Regions from separate parts of the Mus musculus genome. Here regions 2 and 3 are each linked to region 1. A link is a contact called in public HiChIP or PLAC-seq and capture Hi-C data. All regions are on one chromosome and are shown on one strand. The core of a region is the stretch at or near the end of the contact, and the rest is flanking DNA. Distances in the headings are between cores, read along the strand shown. Region 1 overlaps Gm26510 (a long non-coding RNA gene). Region 2 overlaps Dlgap1 (DLG associated protein 1). Region 3 overlaps Dlgap1 (DLG associated protein 1).

Evidence for each region. HiChIP or PLAC-seq counts read pairs in DNA pulled down with a chosen protein or histone mark. Capture Hi-C pulls out chosen DNA fragments and counts their contacts.
Region 2: a capture Hi-C map of embryonic stem cells shows a contact between it and region 1, with 4 times the contacts expected there. The contact joins two enhancer-like sites. A contact is called at or near these places in 2 of 15 datasets of contacts at CTCF or cohesin (the NIH/3T3 cell line and stem cell-derived epiblast-like cells), 4 of 484 Hi-C or Micro-C datasets (bone marrow-derived macrophages and embryonic stem cells), 16 of 115 datasets of contacts at active chromatin or transcription factors (astrocytes, bone marrow-derived macrophages, craniofacial prominence and 7 more) and 1 of 9 other capture datasets (embryonic stem cells).
Region 3: a contact with region 1 is called in an H3K27ac HiChIP or PLAC-seq map of embryonic stem cells, with 13 read pairs. The contact joins two enhancer-like sites. A contact is called at or near these places in 3 of 484 Hi-C or Micro-C datasets (all in embryonic stem cells), 9 of 115 datasets of contacts at active chromatin or transcription factors (differentiating embryonic stem cells, embryonic stem cells, epiblast stem cells and 2 more) and 1 of 9 other capture datasets (embryonic stem cells).

Annotation. Positions count from the first base shown.
Region 1 is chr17:70,913,727-70,918,271 of GRCm38.p6, reverse strand. The region is part of intron 1 of Gm26510 (a long non-coding RNA gene); the gene reads left to right. The region is part of intron 1 of Gm52315 (a long non-coding RNA gene); the gene reads right to left. Among named protein-coding and RNA genes, the nearest start is that of Gm52315, 4.0 kb to the right of the region's middle. Within about 2 kb of position 1,996, at least 47 of the 459 cell types and tissues checked have an H3K27ac peak or open chromatin away from gene starts, as enhancers often do. A contact at or near this core is called in differentiating embryonic stem cells, embryonic stem cells and stem cell-derived epiblast-like cells, where this site is marked.
Region 2 is chr17:70,735,719-70,740,263 of GRCm38.p6, reverse strand. The region is part of intron 6 of Dlgap1 (DLG associated protein 1); the gene reads right to left. Among named protein-coding and RNA genes, the nearest start is that of Gm36746, 20 kb to the right of the region's middle. Within about 2 kb of position 1,938, at least 213 of the 459 cell types and tissues checked have an H3K27ac peak or open chromatin away from gene starts, as enhancers often do. A contact at or near this core is called in differentiating embryonic stem cells, embryonic stem cells and stem cell-derived epiblast-like cells, where this site is marked.
Region 3 is chr17:70,777,588-70,782,132 of GRCm38.p6, reverse strand. The region is part of intron 8 of Dlgap1 (DLG associated protein 1); the gene reads right to left. All of the region lies in intron 3 of Gm41609 (predicted gene, 41609), which reads left to right. Among named protein-coding and RNA genes, the nearest start is that of Gm41609, 26 kb to the left of the region's middle. Within about 2 kb of position 2,447, at least 46 of the 459 cell types and tissues checked have an H3K27ac peak or open chromatin away from gene starts, as enhancers often do. A contact at or near this core is called in differentiating embryonic stem cells and embryonic stem cells, where this site is marked.

The DNA.
Region 1 (4,545 bases), core at 747-3,246:
CACTGACATTCATCATTTGGCCAAACCCGCCCAAGGAGCGATTGTTCAAAACCCTTTGCCTCCGGTTCTTCACTCTCAAGCCTTCTGGGAGAAGATTAACTAACTCTCTTGAGTCACGACACAGCAGGTTCATATGTTCAGTGGCAAAGGAGTAAGAAAGTGTATGCTAAACTTTCCAGCCCGGTCTAAGCAGGGTCCAGAGATTCTGCAGTTTACTTTCTCTGGGCCATTTCGTGGGGGAAATCTGATTTTCCTTTCTTCCCACTACCTTTGGTCATATGAAATCCCCAGGTTTTGGTACCTTACCCCTGCTAGTCCACAATGCATGACATTTTGTCTCAGTATCAGCAAGATCCTTAAGTGAATGAACAGTTGACATTGAATGGGAGCTGACAATTTCTATTTATTTTCTATGAATATAAGGGAGTACAATAGCTGCATGTGTGTGTGTGCATGTACATGTGTTCATGTGTGTGCACACGTGTGCGTGTGTGTGCGCGCGCATGTACACATGTGCGTGAGTGTGTATTCCTTAACAGGTAGATGCAGTTGGCTCTGTTATGATAATTTTACTCCCTCTGTGCCTTTAAAACTGGTCTCGTGAGATAAATACCAGGACAGAAAGGACTCTGTACTGCATTCGCCAGGATGTTACCAGATAAATGACTGTGGCATTTGCCTGTTCCATGAGGGATGTGTTACCAAATGATCTCAGATTTGGAGAATTTGTGATAATGCCTGACAGCCACCATGCTCTTGAATAAACACGAAGGAATTCCCTTTCATCTTCCCTTCAAGCCAGTCACTGGACTTCTCCAGCGCACAGCCCTGCAAGGCGGGCTGGGAAATCTGGAACTTGTTTGCTCATCTCTGTCTTCTTTCTGAGTTCTGTGTGCGGTGACCACATCTGCGAGTTCTTTCAGGGTGTTGGGGTGCCATTAATCTAAGTCGGCAGCCGGCCTTGCTCTCATCGTCCACAGGACACTCCCTTTCCATCTGCTTCGGAGAGACAAAGCCTCCATCTTCCACGCTCTCTTAGCACAGTCATTACACACTTTATTTACACCGACTTTTTTGTTGTTTTTCCTGGGTCTATCAGGGAAAAAGTAATATTTACTACTACTACATATATCCTTTAATCTATAGAATTCCATCAGTAGCTATAGCAAAAAATCAAAATATACTGTCCAGAGCTAAAACGATTCCTCTATTAGCTGAAGGATCCATGAACATAATACAGCACTTTGCATTACCATAAATACTCTAAGGAGTTCTACATAGTTTTTAAAAACCTGTTCCTTTGAGTTTTCAGTTTTAATCTGGAATCTTTGTCATGTGTTGCACTGTTTCCACAAATATCACATACTAAATCACGGCCATGTCATCTCCATTAAATGAAAGGACATCTCTCTTTCCCTCCACATTCTTCCTTTCAAGTGCACAGATCTGCGTACTGCCTGGACTCTACTCAGGGACTCGCTCATCCGCTCCCTTAGACACTAGGCAAAGTCTGTAAAATGTCACCCGCTGACTCTGGCAGGACTGAACCAATAGAAACCAATCCTGGTCATTCCAGTCCTTCATGTTGGTGCTAGTTTGAGGGCTACTGCATGCAAGCAAGGTCTCAATCCCATGGTTGCATCGCTTCCAGGAAGGACAGGGGAGGGCCTTCCTAAGACGGCTCAAAGGGTTTAGTTAGTGAATTAGGATCGAAAGGCCATCTGCATAGGAAAGACGTGGCTAACTAATCCTGTTTGTAGACGACACGATTTTATAAAGAGGGAAATCTAACGCCATCCCCCTTTTGTGAATTGTGTGGTTTGGGTTCTGGAAACCTGGTTGGGAGCACTGGCAACGAAGAAAGGACAGACACACAGACACATGGACAGAGAAACCGATGAACCAGCTGCAGGTGCAGCACAGAAGGGGGTGAGCTAGTCTTCACAGGAGGTCTCCCAAGCAGCAGTCTCTCTCAGGCTGTAAATACCCTGGAGAAGGAAGCTGTGGTTGGGTAGTTTTTGCACACACTGTTCACCCGTTAGCAAACACCAACACTTGCACACACTGACGACATTCACACTCAGACAACAGGAAGGTTTTACCAGCCCTTGGAGCCCCACTAGTGTAGTGGGGTGGAGGGAAGTGTGTCCTTTCCCATGGAGCTGAGGTCCTTGACATGGCCTCACCTGTGGCTACAATACACCTTAGCTCGAGGCTTCGTCTGCTCTCCTCATTCATGGCTTCCTCGGCTCGCCCTTCCCAAAACAAAACAAAACCCCCAAATAATAATCATTAATCTGTTTGAAGACAAATCTTTGGCATGTATATAAGTTTGCCATCTCAGTATTAAACTCGAAAGCAAGTGTGGAGAGTAGAAACCATAAAAGAAGCTGGAACCTTCCAATTTTGTAAGATAGGATATTCTCTCATAGAACAGCAGCTATAGGATGGAGCCTAATTTCCTGAGTTGATCAAAAAGTTTGAATCAAGTAAATATAAACTCCGAAGCCAACAGAAACGTAGGCAGTTTACCTCACACACAAGACAAAACTCAGATGGCGAGCTGGGCCTCTCCTGCTTACTTGCAGCTTGAAGGGAAAGTCACTGCAGGGCACAGAAGAGGGTGTGGCCGAGAGTCATGGAAAAGGAACAGCTAGCTACCTTGCTTCCACAGGGCAGGGAGGGTCGCTGCTTTTAAAACTGCAAAGCCATTGTGGCTAAGCTGGAGTCATATCTGTTGAGGCTTCCTGGCGTTGCTGCTGAGCCATCTTCCCCAGATGAACAAAAGGACCTATCTTAATCCATTTGAGCTGTTGTGACAAATTCACAAACAACAGAAATGTGTTCCTGTGATCCTAGGGTCTAAAATCAAGGTGCCAATAAAGTCAGTGTCTGGTGAGGGTGCCTCTTATTCTCTCTGATTCCATTCCTGGGTTCTTCTCCAACCTCATCAGCCAAGTCACCACTTTTTTTTTTTTAAAGATTTATTTATTTATTTATTTATTTAATGTATATGAGTACACTGTAGCTCTACAGATGGTTGTGAGCCATCATGTGGTTGCTGGGAATTGAATTTAGGACCTCTGCTCGCTCTGGTTGGCCCCACTTGCTCCGGCCCAAAGATTTTTTTTTTTCTTTTTTATTAGATATTTTCCTTATTTACATTTCAAATGTTATCCCCTTTCCTAGTTTTCCCTCCGTAAATCCCCTATCCACTCCCCCCTCGCCCTGCTCCCCGACCCACCCACTCCCATTCCTGGCCCTGGCATTCCCCTATACTGGGGCATAGAACCTTCACAGGGACCTAGGGCCTCTTCTCCCATTGATGACCAACTAGGCCATCCTCTGCTACATATGCAGCTAGGGCCACGAGTCCCTCCATGTGTTTTCTTTGGTTGGTGGTTTAGTCCCAGGGAGCTCGGGGGTACTGGATAGTTCATATTGTTGTTCCTCCTATGGGGCTGAAACCCCCTTCAGCTCCTTGGGTACTTTCTCTAGCTCCTTCATTGGGGACCCTGTGCCCTGTCCAATAGATGACTGTGAGCATCCACTTCTGTATTTGCCAGGCACTGGCACAGCCTCTCAGGAGACAGCTATATCAGGGTCCTGTCAGCAAAATCTTGTTGACATCTGCCATAGTGTCTGGGTTTGGTGGTTGTTTATGGGATGGATCCCCAGGTGAGGCAGTTTTGTAACTCCTTCCATGGGTATTTTGTTTCCCCTTTTAAGAAGGATCGAAGTATCCACACTTTGGTCTTCCATCTTCTTCAGTTTCATGTGTTTTGCAAATTGTATCTTAGGTATTCTGAGCTTCTGGGCTAATATCCACTTACCAGTGAGTGCATATCATGTGTGTTCTTTTGTGATTGGGTTACCTCACTCAGGATGATAAATCAGTACACTGTAGCTGTCTTCAGACACACCACAAGAGGGCGTCAGATATCACTACTGATGGTTGTGAGCAACCATGTGGTTGCTGGGATTTGAACTCAGGACCTTCGGAAGAGCAGTCAATGTTCTTAACCACTGAGCCATCTCTCCAGCCCCAGGTTCTCACTTCTTAATATGAATGAATGAAGATGGGTTTCAGTAGGTGAATTTGGGGGAAGACAGCAGAAAGTGATGTCTAAGTGTATAAAGTAGTCAGTGTTATATAAATATCAAATCTGGTTTTGATTATATCTGTGGTTATCACTGTGAGGAGCTGGAGAGTGGGTTTTATACAGAAATCAACCAAACTGGTTTGAAACTTGTGTGTATTTAATATCGATTTCAAGCACAAGGCTGGGGTTGGATAGATGCTCAGTGGTTTGGAGCACTTGTTATTCTTACAGAGGACCTAGGCTTGACTCCTAGCATGTATGTGATTCCCAGACATCTGTCACAGCAGTTCTAAGACAACCAGGCACACATGGAGTATACATACATACAACATATATACATACATACATACATACATACATAGTAAAGTAAATAAGTGCAAAAAGAACATTAAAACTACTACAAAATGTCATGTCCAAGATAAATCCACTTTCACATTCTACA
Region 2 (4,545 bases), core at 689-3,188, 180 kb after region 1:
CTAGCGTGGTTTAAGGTGAGGCTGCTTTCCTAGGGATGCTCCTTTGGCCCAGTGAAGGATCTGGCCCAGTTGGAAGGTTGGATTATTACGCAGTCTATAGATTCTATTCCCTTTACAAAGATTTTTTTTTTTTTTTTTTTTTTTTACTGTAACATTATCTGTCCCCTTCTGTGACTGGATTACTTTAGTTACACCCACTTGTCCATCTATCCATCCATCCATCTGTATATCTATATACATACACAAGTACACATGTGCACAAATATAGGCTAATAATAAATACACATCATATCTACAGATTCATCGATATAAATTAAGTATGTTTATATATGGTCAGGCAGAAGGGATACATTCACTCTCGACTTTTCCCTCTCCCTGTTGCCTGCAGCAACCCTTCCCTGGCTGGTTGGAAATATTACACACCCACTTTTTCTTTTAAAGAATTATTTATTTATTTTATGTATATGAGTACACTGTCGCTGTCCTCAGACACCCCAGAAGAGGGCATTGGATCCCATGACAGATGGTTGTGAGCCATCGTGTGGTTTCTGGGAATTGAACTCAGGACCTCTGGAAGAGCAGTCAGTGCTGCTCTTAACCGCTGAGCCATCTCTCCAGCCCACACACTCACTTCCAGCACACACATGAGGTCATTCCTCCAGCCCAGCTTGAATCACACAGACACTGATTAGAATGTTGGCACTAACTAGCTGCATCAAGTCAGCTGGGTAATCAGAGGCGCATGGGCTCTCAACTGCCCGATGTCAGTGTTGAAGGTGCTGCCCTGATGGAATCTTGAGGTTTAAACAAAGACCGTGTACAGGAAAGGCTAACACCACATAAGAAGCCACAGTTACGAGTCTTCTTGTTTATATCTGCTGACATCAGTCCTTATTTCCCAAGCTTTGTTTGCATTCATGATCCCTATAGATGCATACTTTCATATACATAAGGAACCTCTCTCTCTCTCTCTTCCCCTCCCTTTATCTTTTCTGTGATGCTGAGCTCCGAAAACCTTGCACATGCTGGGCAAATGCTCTACTACGGAGGAGTCACACCTCCCAACCCTAGAGACTCTTCTGTTCACACATCCATGAAGAAACTCAGTATTTTTTTGTTTTGTTTTTGTTTTTTTGAGACAGGGTTTCTCTTTGTAGCCCTGGCTGTCCTGGAACTCACTCTGTAGACCAGGCTGGCCTTGCCTGCCTCTGCTGGGAGCGCCACCACGCCCGGCGAAGAAACTCAGTATTAGCAGCACCTAAAATACATCAGGGCTGGCAATGCAGTCTATATGCTTGCTTAGCATGCGAAAGGCCCCGGTCTCCATTCTATCACGTGAAGAAAAATAGGGTTGAGGTGGCTTCCACCTTCTGCAGCTTTCTCAGTAAGGTGGGGTGGCGCTGGACCCGACTGAGTGATGGATGGGTCTCCTCACTGCTTCCAATCCTCTGACGACCCTTGGGTGGTACCTTTCCTCTCTCCACCCCAGCTGGGCCTCCACATCACCCTGACAGCTGCTGCTGCCACATTCCAGGGCTCCAGCAGCGGAAGTAAGGCAGGCTGAGCAGTCTTTCTGGGTGAGTGACAGGGTTTGAAATGAGATTAACCGAATGCCAGGGTTGGGGAAAACAGCTTTTCCCTGAGTCACCTCTGTCCCACCTTCCTCATGACACACAACTGTTGGTCTGAGTGGTAGGGCGTCAGCTTTGGGCCGCGAGACAGTGGGCTCTTGTGCTATGCGAGCCAGCCTATACCGGCTGTGAGTCCTTGACTCGGGGTGGGGATGGGGGGTGGGGGGTGGTTCAGCCTGGCATGTGTATCTTTATACGAGTCACTCGGCTTCTCTGCCCCCTAGTGGCGGACGAGGGTCACTCCAGCTTCCCTGTTGCTGTTGCAGGGTTTTTCCTCAACCACCACGTGACAAGGACAGCATTCCAGGAAACCGGAAGGGCTGGGCTGGCCTCTGGGATTTCAAAGTTGACTGCTCTGCCCACCTGGCAGGTTCTATCCTGCTGCGTCATATTTCCTGAGCTATAAGGCCATTTTTGCAGGATACTCACCATCCACCTCTCACGGGCTACCTCCTCTGTTCTACAAGCCCATCCATTTTTCCCTGAAGAACTTTTACGCCTTAGGCGTCATCTCATCCACAGTTAGAGATCAGAGGGGACTAACAGGTATAAAGGAGTTTTCCTGCACGTTTCCGATTCCTCTAACTCAGTGGTTCCCAACATGTGTGTCGAGATCCCTTTGGGGTTAGAATAAGAAGTAGGAAAACAGATGTTTACATCATGATTCATCACAGTAGCAAATTCACAGTTACAAAGTAGCAACAGAAATAATCTTTGGGTTGGGAGCCACAGCAACACGAGGAACTGTTTTAAAGGGTGGACGCTTTACGAAGATTGAGGGTCACTACCTTAACTAGAGGGAGAGATGGGTCACCTCACCCCAGGTTACCTCAGGAGAAAAAGAATTCAACTACTAAGAAACATAAATTCCCTCCCACACATGTAGCTTTCCCCGCACCCCGTGCCCCCTTCCTGTTCTAAAAGCCAAAACAAATGGTCCTCGGGGATGCTCACAGAAGGAAACTCCACCTACCACTCACAGCACAAAAGGGAAAACCAGCCAGGAGCCTCTGGCTGTGAAGTGTGGGCAAAGCGCCTCTGCTCCCCCTGCTGAGACCATGAGGTAATGTCTGTGGGAAGTCCCAGTTCTCATCCCTGTCTCCCGAGCAGAGAGCTCCATACCCTGCTGCTTAGTTGTACAGCACCCCATTATCACATGCTCATCCAATTTATGACTACTAACGTCTCTTCAGGCTGGGCATCATAGCTCCTGCCTGTAATATCACCATTTAAGAAGCTGAGCAGGAGGATCAAAATAAGTTCATGGTTATATAGTGTGTTCTGAGCCTGTCTGTTCTCTCTCTCTCTAATATACATATATATGTATATATATAAACACACATATGTATAAACATATATTGTACAAGGAGCTACCATGCTCCACCAATTTGCTCTTGTGCAGCTGAGTGGCGTTTTCTTTTGCAGTGTCTACCATTGGTTGGTGGGTATGTGCTTGTGAGTGTGTTGGGTGGAGTGGCTGGGGAATGGTGGAAAGAAGTGGTGTTCCAGCTGAGGCACTTGGCCCAGGTGACGCTCACTGCTTCCTGTGCGCCAGCTTCTTCAGGACAGCGACCTTCAACGATCTGCTCTCTGCTCCACGGAGAAGCAAAGCCTCCAAGTCAGTCATTGCCGACAGAGACAAACTGTGTTCCAGGCGATTAGGTTTGGTTAAGCCTTCGCAGTAGAAAGTGTCTGGCTTTAAGCTCGTTATGGTAGAGGCTTCTAATATTTATTAGGGACACTAGGTAGGTTTGCATTGGGATAGAACAGTGGTTCTCAACCTGCTTAATGCTTAATTAAACCTTTAATACCGTTTCTCAAGTTGCAGTGACTCCCAACTATAAAATTATTTTGTTGCAACTTCACAACTGTAGTCTTGCTATTGTTATGGTGCACAATGTAAATAAACATCTGATATGTGACCTCTGTGAGGGTCACAACCAAAGGACCACTGGCAGAGAGAGTGCTATAGGGAGATGTTCATTTTTAGGTCATGGAGGTGTTTGTATGACTTGGCAATTGATACACACACACATACACACACACACACACACACACACACACACATATACACATATACATACACATATATGAAATCATATACTTTAAGCACTTTTTTTTTGTTTTTGTTTTTTTCGAGACAGGGTTTCTCTGTATAGCCCTGGCTGTCCTGGAACTTACTTTGTAGACCAGGCTGGCCTCGAACTCAGAAATCCGCCTGCCTCTGCCTCCCGAGTGCTGGGATTAAAGGCGTGCGCCACCACGCCCGGCTATTCTATAATATTCTTTTTTTAAAAAAATATCTATTTATTTATTATATGTGAGTACACTGTAGCTGTCTTTAGACACTCCAGAAAAGGGCATCAAATCTCTTTACAGATGGTTGTGAGCCACCATGTGGTTGCTGGGATTTGAACTCAGGACCTTCTGAAGAGCAGTCAGTGCTCTTACCGGCTGAGCCATCTCTCCAGCCTTATAATATTCTTAAATAACAATTACAGAAAGGTCATTTTATAACTACTTTCCAGGCCAAGGTACAGAATGGGTCAGCATCCCAGAAGTCCCATCAGTTCATGTCCCCTGCTATGGCTTAGATAAGTGTTCCTGTCCTGGCTCGTTTAATGTCAGTTTGACTCAGGCTAGAGTCACCTGAAAGGGAGCGCGTCAATAGGGAAAAATGCCTCCATAAGATCCAGGGATCGGGCATTTTCTTAATTAGTGACTGATGTGGGAGGGCCCAGCCCATGGTGGGCGGGGTCACCCCCTCAGGTGGTGCTGGGTTCTAAAAGAAAGCAGGCTGAACAAACCATCAGGAGCAAGCCAGGAAGCAGCACTCCTCCATGCCTCTGCATCAGCTCCTGCCTCCAGGTTCTGCTCAGTTTGAGTTCCTGTCCTGACTTCTTTCAGTGATGAC
Region 3 (4,545 bases), core at 1,198-3,697, 140 kb after region 1:
AGAGGCAGGAAAATTCTAGTAAAATGTCCCACTCACTTCTTGGCTGTTTCTCTGTTCCTTCAACTTTGTCCCTAAATGCTAAATGCCCCTTCCTGACGTTAAGCTTTCTCTTCAGCTGCCCGTGTGTGACTTGGACAGTGTTCACATCACCACGGCTGACATTTTGGCTGTTCTACTAACACACAAAAAAATCACAACTGCAGAAATATTTAGTCTTCTCTCCCCAAAGATCTCTGATTGCCAGGGGATTGAATTTCCAAATATACTAGTCCGCTTGTGTTCCAGCAGAGCACACTCGCCAGGGAAGGAATCTGCTCCATAGAGAGAAGAGTGGCCCACTTTCCTCTCTGTTTCAGCCACAGAAAACTGTCCTACCAGCATTCTTGAGAGCCATCTCCCTCCCGGCTGTGGATCCGGTAATGGATCCACCTTCTTAAGAAAAATTACTTGGCACTAGATTAATAGACGTTTGCAGTTTAGCCACCCATAAAGAAATAAAAGTTAAGCAAAATGAAAACTGTTGGGGATTAAAGGCGGCGCCTTTGAACTGCAGGGGGGGGACGACGACGACGACACGCACAAGCTGTACTTCCTACCCCTTCAGTCCCATAAGCAAAGGCTTTCTTACTTACACTCAGAACTTTCAAAGGCTGTTCTGCACCACAAAACTGCCCTGTCTCTTTCAAGTGCAGAGTCCCTTGTGGGCAGAGGGCGTGATCAAGTTGTGATTGTTTTAAATTGCTGATAGGGACACAGGAAAGGGGTCACCAAGATTAAACTCTGTGAAGGGGGTAATCCTGAAAGCTGAGCCTGATCTCATAGCTTGCAAACCCCCCCCCCCCCACTTCCCAGTCTTGATGCTCTCCCTGCACGCCCTGCAGGCCCAGTGTGTAATGATTACACTTCTGAACAAGGCCTAGGATGCAGAAAGCCAGCGAAGAGAGACTGGATTAACCAGTGCAGAGGACAATGCCCTGTGTGTTCTGAAGACTGAGTGACAAGCTGCTGACTAGCAGGCAGGGATGGGGCCCTTGTGCCTGTGAAACAAGTGGGTGTTTCTGATGAAAAGACTTTCTACAGTGTTGCCACAATGTTTCTATGTGTAACAGTTTTCAAATGCTCTTACAGGTTCTTGCGCAGAAAGGGGGTGGGGGGCGACACAAAGGAGCAACAGCTAAGCATCGCCATCTTCAGTGTGGTGTGGTGTGGTGTGGTGTGGTGTGTGTGTGAAGGCTGGAGAGTTTGAATCCAGGCCTAAGCAGGAACTAGGTAAGTGCTCACCTACAGCGCTACCTTTCTATGCTGACATTTGTTTGCTGTCTGGACCTGCCTGGCGGTCCAGTGACGTTCAAGCCAAGTGGACATTTTAGGGAGGCAAATTCAGTCATACCAGGGCAGAGGTCGTCCGCCCGCCCCCCCCCCCCCCCCCAGTTTCTGGTCATCCTCTTTAGTCCTTTGCTTCCATAGCACTTGTCTTTCAGAACTAAGTCTGGCGACTAAGTTGAGAATGTGACTCTTAGGCCGTTCTTTCTTCTTAGGGGCTTTTGCACCAAGCTCCTGTCAAGGTTCTTGTGGGATCTGAAAATGTATTCCCCTCTGCCACAGCAGTCTTGGTGATTTGTGAGCTGGCAGCATTTCTGATAAAGACCCAACATAACTCATTATACAAAGTAAAGTACAAAAGAAAGGGGCAGGAGACTGAGGTCAAGCCTCCCTGAAAAATGTACTCTTTCCAGTCAGAGCTTCCAAGTGAAGAGTGGGTGCAAGAGACCAACCTAGGCCCTCTACAGGAGCTCATGGTCTTAACTGCTGAGCTAGTACTTCAGTCTCACTGACATATTTTAGCACAGCTTTGCTTAAGTGAAAGTCATAGTCTCTTTGCTTTCTGAGAACTAAATGATCTTTAAAAAACAAAATATACATGCAAAGAGGAAGAAATGGAAAGAGAGAAAATAGAAGGGAGAGAAGAAAGGAAGAGAGGCAGAGAGGAGGGGAAAAGGAAAAGGAAGGGGTGGGCGGGGGGCGGGGGGGGCTCTCTGTAGAATTAAGGGCCATACATTTGAGGTCAGCTTGGATTTAGGCTGGACTTCAGGCTTTTGAAATTTGAAACCTGTGAAGGGCGCGCCTTTAAAACTCAGGTGCTAGGAACGATCTGATTAGGTTACATCATTGTTAAGCAAAGGAAAGAGAACCGAGAAGGGTGGGTGCTGGTTGTTTGGTTGTTTAAGGAGATGGTATGGAGTGTGTTGAACCCAGAATTTCTAGGAGGGCAAAGCAGGGATTGTAGCCTTAGACTTAAAGTGGCTGTTTCTCGGGCCTCTGTTTCTCAGGCCCCTCTCTTGCTTTTTACTTTTTGTTTTAGTATCTCGTTTAGCTGAGATCACTAAGCGCTCAAATATTTACACCTGTGTAAATATGAAGTCACTTGTGATCAAAGGAGGAATCTCTTATAGTGGCTGTCATTGTGGTCAAAGAGAACGGTGGTGTGGCTTCTCTAGAGCTTGTTCGGCCCAGTCATGAGCCTGCTGTGAGCTCTTTCTTTTATTCTGAAAAATAGGGACTTGGGGCTGGTGAGGTGGCTCACTTGATGACCTAAGTTGGATCCCTGGGAACCATACAGTGCAGAGAACCAACTGATTCCTGTAAGTTTTTAATGCCAAGATATCTTTTTGTATGTTTGTTTATAGTCAGCAAACTCTTACGGTCTAAGTACCAAGCACAATGGGAGGGCTGCAGTAGGAGAAGGGGCAGGGGCTCTCTAAGTGGCAAGTGAAACAGAGCAGGGGAGTTTTTTGTTTGTTTGTTTGTTTTGTAAGTCAAAGTGTCTCTGTGTCAATTCTCTTTCCACAAACATATAGGAAAAGATTCTGACTTTCTTTTCCGTTGAGTGCTCACAGGTCTGAATTCACACAGCATTCACTGTGAAACAAGGCTCATGGTCTGACTAGCACAAGTACTGGAGGAAGTACTTGTGCAGTGAGAAAAACTCTGGGAAGCAGGGCCGTGGCTGGGGAGCTTGGTCACTGGGGCTACTGAAGGTAATTGCTATTCCTTATTCCTCTGATTCTTGTCGGCCTCAGGTGAAGAACTGTATCACGTGTTTCCAGTCCAGTGATGCTCTGCCCAAGCACATGGGACCAAGCAGCCATGAACTGATTCTCCTGAAACCATAAAACAAATCTTTGCTACTTGAAGCCAATCTCTGAGATATTTTGATCAAAGCAACATAAATAAGCAGGCAGACTTAAGTCATACAGAAAATTGGTTTCATGTACTTACATATAATAAATAAACAAATCTTTAAAAAAGGGGGGGGCTAGAGAGATGGCTCAGTGGTTAAGAGCACTGACTGCTCTTCCGAAGGTCCTGAGTTCAAATCCCAGCAACCACATGATGGCTCACAACCATCCATAACAAGATATGACTTCCTCTTCTGGTGTGTCTAAAGACAGCTACAGTGTACTTACATATAATAAACAAATCTTTAAAAAAAAAGAAAGAAAATTGGTTTCAGACGTGGGGTTACTGCTATGACTAAAATCTAACCATGTAGTTTTTTGTTTTTTGTGTTTTTTTACCATGTAGTTCTTAAACCTTTTTTTTTTTAAAGATTTATTTATTGTTATATATAAGTACACTGTAGCTGTCTTCAGACACACCAGAAGAGGGCATCAGATCTCATTATGGGGTTGTGAGCCACCATGTGGTTGCTGGGATTTGAACTCAGGACCTTCAGAAGAGCAGTCAGTGCTCTTAACCGCTGAGCCATCTCGTCAGCCCCAGTTCTTAAACCTTTGAAACTAACTGGTGTGAAGGAGGAATTTGAAAGAGTGTGGATTTGCAGCCTAGAGATTACCAGGAGTAGAGTCAAACTGGCAATTCTGGTAAAAATTCAGAAGACCGGAGTGTTGACAGAAATGTAAAGTTAAGATTATGTTGTGATGTTTCAGATGGGAATGAAGATTCCATTGAGAAACAGAGTAGAAGCGATTCATATTATACTCTGGCAAAGAACTTGCCTACATCTTGTCTTTCTCTAACCCTTTGGGGTAGCTGCAGAGGCTCATGCTGTGATCCCAGTACTTAGGAGGCAGGATGACTCTCACAAGTTCAAGGTCTCTCATTAGTCACAAGTTTAGGACTAGAGAGTAAGATCCTGTCTCAACAAAAACTAAAAGTCCATGGTTCCTGAAGAGTCTAGGGTCATTAAAGAGATGCCACATGGCTTTGCACTGGGACAGCAAGAAAGATGTTTTGGGGGACATTTCAGGAACTTACTAGACCTCATTCATGGCAGATTCAAGAGTAGAAAAAAAGAGCTAGCAAGATGGCTCAGTGGGTAAGAGCACTGACTGCTCTTCTGAAAGTCCTGAGTTCAAATCCCAGCAACCACATGGTGGCTCACAACTACCAGTAATGAGTCTGATGCCCTCTTCTGGTATATCTAAAGTCAGCAGCTACAGTGTACTCATTTATAATAATAAATAAATCTTTGGGGCAGAGCAGGGATAGAGCAAGTGGCGCCAACTGGAGATAGCGGGGTTG